Linked DNA regions of Mus musculus: regions 1 and 2 are each linked to region 3. The links are chromatin contacts, called in public Hi-C and HiChIP or PLAC-seq maps. All regions are on one chromosome and are shown on one strand. Each heading gives the region's core, a stretch centred on a gene start, on an enhancer-like site or on the middle of the called end of the contact. The rest is flanking DNA. Distances are from core to core; before and after follow the strand shown. Region 1 holds the start of Slc9a3r2 (solute carrier family 9 (sodium/hydrogen exchanger), member 3 regulator 2). Region 2 holds the start of Chtf18 (CTF18, chromosome transmission fidelity factor 18). Region 3 holds the start of BC003965 (cDNA sequence BC003965).

Region 1 (2,700 bases), core at 142-2,641, 530 kb before region 3:
CTGGTCGCTGGGGAGATAGAAGTTCAACTCAGTCCAGCAAGGAACCACTGCTTTCTCCAGGCCTCAGGACTAACCACTCCCATAGGTCATGGACTTAGTGGTACTAGGGTTCCAGAACAGAAAAGGTGGAGGGAGGCTGAAGTGTAACCATGGTCTTAACTGTATCTACCCCTCAGCGGGATACAGACACTCCAGAGGTAGAACCTGCAGAGAGACCAGTGGATCATCTCTCCTCCTTCCTCCTGCTGCAGCAGGCAAGGGCTATACAGTGACCTCTACAGGGCCAGGCAGCCGCCCAGAAAAAGGCTTTTTCTGAGCCCAAGGAATCGCTGCTACTAGAGCCAACTCCACCAGATCCAGACACACAAGCCCATGAAAAGTACACTAGTGTAACCAGGTAAGCAGGCGCAAGCGCGTGCACGCACACGCACACTCACATGCACACACACACAGAGAGAGAGAGAGAGAGAGAGAGAGAGAGAGAGAGAGAGAGAGAGAGAGAGAGAGACCAGCACACATGCCTGATGTGTCCACACAACCCTAGACACACATTCCAGCCCTGACACAAGTATGTTTTCATCCACTCCTGGAACACTTGGGTAGTGTATTCATATGGATGACCCCAGAGAGACCTGAGAGCACACACACATAACTCACACACTGACAGAAAAGCATCTATACCACAAGGCCACAAGGTGCCTTAGCCACCTCCTCCCCCTCCATGGCACACGGAGGCCAAAACTAGCAGAAGCAGCCAGGGCCCTGGCCAGAGTAGCCGCAGTGCGGCCCCTCCCTACCAGGATGTCCTCCCTCCCCCGCTTGTGCAGGACTGAGCTTCCTCACCAGGAGGCCAGCTGGCGGGCCACGTCCCACACCTCGACACCCAAACAGCAGGCCCCCATGGGACCCCTGCAGGGTCCCACCATACGGCACGCAGAAGGGTGGTCGTAGGCATCTTGGCCAGCGCTGTAGGGACGCGCCCCTAGGAGGGAACCGGGGGGCGGGGCGCAGCGCAGGGACCCACCTGGTGATGCGTCTCGCCCTCTACGTTGACGCCGTTGACCTCAACCAGGCGGTCCCCGGCGCGCAGCGCGGCCGCCTCGGCTGGGGAGCCTGGCTCCACGCGCCGGATGAACTGGCCACGGCGGCCTTTCTCGCCATGCAGGTGAAAGCCGTACCCTTGCTCTCCGCGCACCAGGCGACACAAGCGGGGCCGCAGCGATTCCAGCGCGGCCATGGCACCCGCTGCCCCCTGGCCGGCCGCGACTGGCCACGGCTCACACCACCCGCAGGCTGGAGTGCGGAGGCGGCGGAGGCGCGGGCGGGAGAGCAGGCAGCGGCCTCGGTGGCTCCTGCTCAGCTCGCGTCGCCTCGGGCTCCGGCTTCGGCTCTGGCCCTGGCCCCTGCTCCTGCTGCAGCGCCGCCCCCGCGCCCGCCCCTTCCCCGCCCTCCTGGCTGCCCCCGCCCTAACCCAAGCCCCGCTAGCTAGGCCCCTGCCTGGGCGCCCAGAAACCCTAGGACCAAGGAGTGGGATTGCTTGGTCAGGCAACCCTCGAGTCCCTGGGAGTCCTATCTTAACCCATTTTGGCCACCCTCCGTAGCGCCAGCACCTTTGACTTCTGTCCAGGAACCACTTTTTTGGACACCTGCATATGGTACAGTGAGAGAGGTTCCAGAAATGGGAAGCCTCTTGTCAGAGACACTCTACACAGAGGCCAGAGGGGAAGTGCAAGGGCCACTGCGCCCTTTCCTCGGGATGCACCCCACCCTCTACCTACCAGGAGTGTTCTGCCTGCTCCCTCTAGATCCCCGAAGTTGTCTTGTCCCGACCCAAAGAGCAACAGGCAAGAATAAGAATTTAAAGAGACACCACGGCAACCAAGGTCTTTGTCTTTAGGCAACCAAGGACAGCAAATAGGTGTCCCCTTGTTCTTCCCAGGAAGTGTTTGTCCATTAAACATCCTGTCTCCTGTATTCCCTGCTTTTTGGGAACATGAGTTTATCTGGCAGAAATGGGAGGTGTGTGCTGTCTTCCTCTTGACCTAGTATGAACCGTACTGAGGACTTTGGTCCCTGAGCTCTAGGTGGTGATCAGCTGTCCCAAATTAAGCCCCACAGGGCTCCCAACGCCGGTTCCTAAGTCTATAGTCCCAATGCACTTAGATTTACAATTGATGAAATTCTCATCTACTCTTACAGGAAAATAGTCCCACTGAAAACCCCTTATGCATTCCTATATGGTTTTCCAAAAAACAGCCCTAGAGAAAACTGACCATTTTACAGATCAGGAAACTGAGGCCTAGAGAAAACCCTCTGCTAGAGTCCAGTACTGTGAGACTGCACTTTCACCTTGAAGCATCCTCCCAACACATAAGACAGCTGAGATCCAGGCTTACCCACAGCCTGCTTCTCCCCAGCCCACAGCTCCTCACTTACCTGGTCCCCCGGCGTCAGGTACAGCCAGCTCAGACAGTTCCCCATGTGGATAGGAGAAGCAGTCCTAGCTCAGTGTTCTCCTCTCCCTCCCCTCTCTCCAGAACCCTTAGCTGAGGCTTTCAACCCCCACCCAAGCACTAGGACCCACCTCTCAGCAGCAGCCCCTTGGGTACCCACACCCTAGCTGCTGCTCCTAAAAGGCACTTAGGCTGAGGATACTTTGTTGCTCCCTGCCTCCAGCCCTCTCTTCAGATTCTAGCTGAT
Region 2 (2,700 bases), core at 8-2,507, 540 kb after region 3:
AGGAAAAGAAAAACAGAAAGCTAATATATGGGGTACAAGGCGGCACTCTAAGGCCACGTAGCCTCAAAAGTAGCACTGCTGTTTCCAACACTGGACTACCTGGCGTGCCTGTTTCTAGCAATTCAGATAGGTGAAACTGGCCTCAGAACCTGCTGAGAGCCTATTGGCAACATAAAAGAACCAATACCATGGCAAACCCCATGCTATGGCCACACACCTGCACCCCAGGGCCTATGAGGTCAGCCCGAAGCACCAAAAAGGCCCGTTCTCCACTTGTGGATGTCACATTGATATAATCTTCTAAGATAGGAGGCCGTCTCAGGACAGGATTGCGATTTCGGGGACTTGGCAATGTCTGCATGAGGTCTTTGTCAGCATTAGCATCTGAATACCTAGGAGAGACAAGCAGCTCCCTGTCACTCTCAAATGGGGTGCTTGACCCACACTCACTCCTCTTGCCGTCCCATAGACATCCACTTCCAGAGCCTCATGCAGGGACAGGCAGCTTTCCAAGTCAGAATTACATGCCCTTAAGCAACACACCCAGCATCCAACATCTCAGGGAAGACCTCTGGACTCGGTGGAGGGGTAATGTCCCCAGGAGGGGAATCTGGATATAAGAGCTCCTCCATATCTGGCTCAAAGTTCAGCTTCTTCACCACGTCCAACCTGGGTCGTTTGACCATGGGGCCTGCAGAGACAGAGGCAGAAAGAGGTGAAAGAATAGAAAACTGATCCTCAGAATTCCCCGACTTTAAGTGCTCAGTCCCCAATCGGACATACTGGAGGGCGCGGGCTGGTCCCTACGAACATTCTTTCTAGTATTGCGGTTGACATTTCCTGGCGACCCTGCAGGGCAGGGACGCGGGACAGTGTCCCCACCAGCGATGGCCTCTTCGAAGGTTAGCGGAGGGCGGCTCGCTGGAGTTTGGAGGGTCCCAGGAGGAGCCTGGTCCCGTGTTCCTGCTGAGACAGAGGTTGATAGCAGCAACACACATTAAGAAGCGAACTCCCAGCCGTTACCAATCCCATCCACACAGCTCTCCATGCTGCAGCAGGATGCAGCCACGACCCAGGACCCGCGCCCACCTTCCAGCTCAGCCAGCACTTCGAGCTCAGCTGCGAACTGGTTTTGGAAATCATCCTCCACACCATACAGATCTTCCTCGTAGTCTTCCATGGAGCCAGACCACAACTCCCACAGCTCAGAGTCCCTCAGAACTTCCCGCGCCGCCGCCACCGCGCGCTACCCCGCCCCGAGAGCCTCCAATACCGCCAATCAACAGCCGACGTTCCCAGAGGCGCCCGCCATTGGCCAGCGGGGAAGGGCGGGTCTTACTCCCAGAGGGCGGGAGGAGAGGAATAATAGTTCAATGGTTGGAGTGGAGGATCAAGAACGCTTTCTATTGGCCTGTACAGTAAGTAATCCGTGGGGGAGGCGGGGAAATAGGTGGGACTAAAAAAGCGCGTGCGCAGACTATTCGGGTAGGGCCTTACCATTCTTCAGTGGGCGGAGCTCCAGGCCCGGAATGCCATTGGCCAGTACGACCATCCATTAGGAAAGTGGAATGGGCAGGGTGAAAAGGCGGAGCTGCGCGCCAGCCAGGCCAAGACCTGGTTCCTAGTATAGGGAAGCGAGGTTGGATGCAGAGCTGAGAATTGACATCCTGGTCCCTTGGCCCTGTTGCAGGTAAGTCCTAAAGGGTCTGCCTGTGGTCACAGGCTGGTGGGAGGCAAGTTAGGGAGCGCTTGAAGTCCTGGGTGGTCCTGGGCAATAACCTAGCGTGAAGTGTGTAGGCGTGAGCTGGACAACCAGGCTGTTTATTCCACTTCAAGTCAGGGAGAGCTCCCTAACCCTGAGTCCATGGCAAGTCAGAATCACCTGACCTTGGCCAGACTCCCATTCCGGAGCTGACACCCCTGGCATGGGCCCTTGTGGAAGACATAAAGGGTTCCAGCAGGTTCTGGCCCCAGTAAGTGTGTACAGTACTTGAAGACCAGGTCAGGCACCCTCCTACCCCAGGCTCACTCCCACCTGCGTGCAGCCCCACCATGGAGCCTGGCAGCATGGAAAATCTGTCCATCGTGTACCAGAGCAGCGACTTCCTGGTGGTGAACAAGCACTGGGACCTGCGCATTGATAGCAAGACCTGGCGGGAGACCCTGACCCTACAGAAGCAGCTCCGACACCACTTCCCAGAGCTGGCTGACCCTGACACCTGCTATGGGTTCAGGTACACAGCCAACATGGAGAGCCCCACTGCAGCATCCTTCCAAAGGATGCTGGGACACTGGACTCTGCCACAAAGGTGCTAACCAGAGCACCACAGGGTCCAGCCACTGCTGCTCTTCTGCCCGTTCCCAGGTTCTGCCACCAGCTGGACTTCTCCACCAGTGGGGCACTGTGCGTAGCCCTGAATAAGGCAGCTGCGGGCAGTGCTTATAAATGCTTCAAGGAACGGCGAGTCACCAAAGCCTACCTGGCACTGGTAAGTCCTGGCCAGTTCCTGGGATGCTGTGTGGAGACCCAAGGCTCACAGCCTACTCCAGCAGGCCTCTCAACTGAAGCTCCGTGCCAGGCTTATGTGCCTATCTAGAGCTCAGCCACATTCCTCTCAGAGATGACAGTGTGGCCCAGTGAGCTGCATGTGATGTCCTTGCTCGACAGGTCCGAGGCCATGTCCAGGAAAGCCAAGTGAC
Region 3 (2,710 bases), core at 82-2,581:
ATTGATATCAGACCCCTATTTCCCTGCATGGGGAGAAGTTCAAGTCCAGTCCCCCAGCAGAGGAGTTTCAAGTGAAGACAGGACAGTTGGGCTGGGTTTTTGTAGCTGAACTTCATGTCTTCAGGAGCCAGGTTGCTGCACTGTGAGTTGTGTGTCTCCCCTCTATGCTGCCTAGTGAGGGCACCCTCTACCTTCTTGGAGTGCTGTGTAAGACTGGCCCTCACTCTAGCAGGAATATCTACATCACTAACAGCCAAAGGCTGAAGGGTCCTTTTCCTGCCTAACTTCTCCCTTGTCATGCATGCTGTGGTGCCCTCAGACACCCTCCTGAGCAAAATAAATCATGGGGACTCTGCTTGCCCAGAAAGGAACTCACAGCCCCATGAGATAGAGGAAGAGGTGTTTTTTTGTTTTTATTCATGTCACTGGTTTACAGATCAAGAATAAAATCGGAGTGATAATCATTATTGAGCCCTGCGGTAAGACCAGGTGTAATATAACTCACTCTAGCTTCTACACAGCACAGGTACTAAGAAGACAGACACCTTTAGGGCTGATCCTCTTTTTTTTTTTTTTTTTTTTGTATTTTAAATTGGGTTGATGTTAAGCTGTGTAGTACTTGGGACCAGTGATTCTCTTCTATCTGCCTCCACAGTATTGGGATTACAAGGTTGCCTGGCTGATTCTGACGATGCAGAGCTTCAATCAGCTTCCAGATCAAAAGGCCAGGTGCACGTTAGCTATGGGAGTGTAATTTCAGAATCGCCTCCCTGTAGGCTGTCCGAGATCTGGTCAGCCTATGGTCTACACAGAGCCATTTCCATTCTTCCTGAAGGCAAATGGATTCTGGGGACCTGGGATAGTCTAGGTGGAGGTGATGTTTCTACAAGCCTTTTCAAAGGGACGGCCAGGCCGGGAGGCGTTTAAGGCGCGAGGGTTTCCCGCCTCCGTGCCTGAGAGCTCGGATGGAGCGCTAAGACTGGAAGATGCGCTCATGGAGAACAGGGACCAAGTCCCTCCCGGACGATGGTCCTGGAAAGAAGCCAGCAGATGCCACGGGTTCTCAAGTCCTTGGGCATCACACTAAACAGCCTCGGGCCAAGCTCTTCGGAGAACCGAGTCTGCTTCACTTTCAATCCGCCGCGCCGGATCAGGTCTCAATGGAAGGACCCAGAACGACACAAACCCGTAAGTCGTCCAGATAGTGATCAGGGCGAGGCCGGAGACGGAAGAGCTAGCGAGAGGAAATGCATCATTTCCGTTGCGCCGCTGGACCCACGTTTTGTAGTCGTGAAATTGGATGTGAAGTTCGGCTTCCGGTTTTGTGCGACGGAAGTGACGAAAGCGCGGTGCGCCTCAGCGTGCGAGTCGAGGTCGCTATGAACAGTGTCCTGTGCTCACGGGCTGCGGGGTGAGAGCCGTGAGGTGCCGGTGCGTGAGGGTGGGAGGTGGCCGTGGCTCCGGGACGCTTACTGCTGTCTCTCTTCCAGAGCGGTCCGGGCTCTGCGGCTCGTGGGCTGGGCTTCGCGAAGTTTGCATCCGCCGCCCCGTGGCCGGTCTCCAGCTCAGCCTGCAGACAGGGAAGAGGAGGACGACGACCCCAACCTCCCGATCCAATTTTCCGGCAGCAAAGCCACCCCGATCCGCTGGACCGTGGAGCATTCCCTGGGGAAGCCGCAGCAGCGGCCCTGGTGGAAAGTGCTGCCGCTCACCCTCACACTCGTGGCTCTGGTTGTATGGTGCTACCAGAGGGAGGAGAGCGGCATGGACCTGTGGTTGAGGCAGGTGTTGGAAGAGGAGGACGAGGAGGAGCCGGAAGGTCCTCCGGAGGAGCTTGAAGCTCCGGCCCTCTACGGGGCTAGAACGTAACAGGGTGCGTGCTGAGGAAGGGACTAGGCAGCCGTCCTTTCGTTGTTGAATTTGACGATTTCTGAACTGGTTCTGCGCATGTCCTCGTTGCTTAAAGGACTTGGATGGCGCTCTTGGCGCTGAGACACAAGAACACAGCACAAAGTTGGAGGCTTGAAATCTGATCTTTGCCGAACACCAATGCCCAGTGATTACGTCCATAGAACTTTTGAGGTTCCTAGAAAAGGTTTTGGGTGCACCTTATGCTCTTGAGTTATGATGTGTTCATACAGCCTAATCATGTTTCCAGCGTTCATCTGGTGGAGGTGTTACCTGCAGTTCATTCGCTTTCCGAGACAGACTAACTGCTGAAGTGTAATTACCTATATGTGTGCAACATCAGTTGAAGCTATTTTAAAAACTAACAAATGGAAAATACATTTGGTAAAGTCTAATGAACTCAATTTTCTCACCTCCCCTTTCATCATCAAGTAGGCTTTGGTTTTTTTGTTTTGAAACACAGTCCCCCTATTTAGCTCTGGCAGGCCTAGAACTGGCTATGTAAACCAGCCTTGCTGTAGACTTAGATATCAGCCTGCTTCCTGCTTCTGCTGCCATCTTTTTTTTTTTTTTTTTCTCTTCTGCTCTTCATTCCCACATGAGAACTTAAAAACTTGACAGAAGTGGTAGGGTATGCTTGTCATCTCAACACTTATGAAACTGAGGCAGGAGGATCCTAAGTTTGGGGTCTGCTTGGGCTACGTAGGGAGGGCCTGTCTCAAACAAAACAAAACATCAATAATATAGTGGGTTGGTTTTTTTTGTTTGTTTGTTTCTGTCTTTTTCACAGTGTTGTGATTGA

The links. A called contact is a pair of places that touch in the nucleus more often than the background predicts. HiChIP or PLAC-seq counts read pairs in DNA pulled down with a chosen protein or histone mark.
Region 1: a FOXA1 HiChIP or PLAC-seq map of pancreatic cancer cells shows a contact between it and region 3. The contact joins the promoter of Slc9a3r2 here to the promoter of BC003965 in region 3.
Region 2: a Hi-C map of B cells shows a contact between it and region 3, with 18 read pairs. The contact joins the promoter of Chtf18 here to the promoter of BC003965 in region 3. A contact is called at or near these places in 3 of 39 promoter capture datasets (the HPC-7 cell line, frontonasal cranial neural crest and hippocampal neurons), 5 of 484 Hi-C or Micro-C datasets (B cells, embryonic stem cells, muscle stem cells and 2 more), 12 of 115 datasets of contacts at active chromatin or transcription factors (acute myeloid leukemia, astrocytes, bone marrow-derived macrophages and 8 more) and 3 of 9 other capture datasets (embryonic stem cells, macrophages and pancreatic islet).

What each region holds. Positions count from the first base shown.
Region 1 is chr17:24,648,914-24,651,613 of GRCm38.p6, forward strand. Slc9a3r2 (solute carrier family 9 (sodium/hydrogen exchanger), member 3 regulator 2) reads right to left here and starts at 1,392. Exons shown (of 7, transcript NM_023055.2): 1 at 1,025-1,392. The coding sequence starts at 1,237.
Region 2 is chr17:25,726,158-25,728,857 of GRCm38.p6, forward strand. It overlaps Chtf18 (CTF18, chromosome transmission fidelity factor 18), which reads right to left and starts at 1,258. Exons shown (of 22, transcript NM_145409.2): 1 at 1,090-1,258; 2 at 784-963; 3 at 544-691; 4 at 218-392. The coding sequence starts at 1,180. It overlaps Rpusd1 (RNA pseudouridylate synthase domain containing 1), which reads left to right and starts at 1,560. Exons shown (of 6, transcript NM_028009.4): 1 at 1,560-1,690; 2 at 2,046-2,234; 3 at 2,366-2,489; 4 at 2,669-2,700. The coding sequence starts at 2,053.
Region 3 is chr17:25,183,230-25,185,939 of GRCm38.p6, forward strand. It overlaps BC003965 (cDNA sequence BC003965), which reads left to right and starts at 1,332. Exons shown (of 2, transcript NM_183150.2): 1 at 1,332-1,411; 2 at 1,491-2,710. The coding sequence starts at 1,380. The coding sequence ends at 1,869.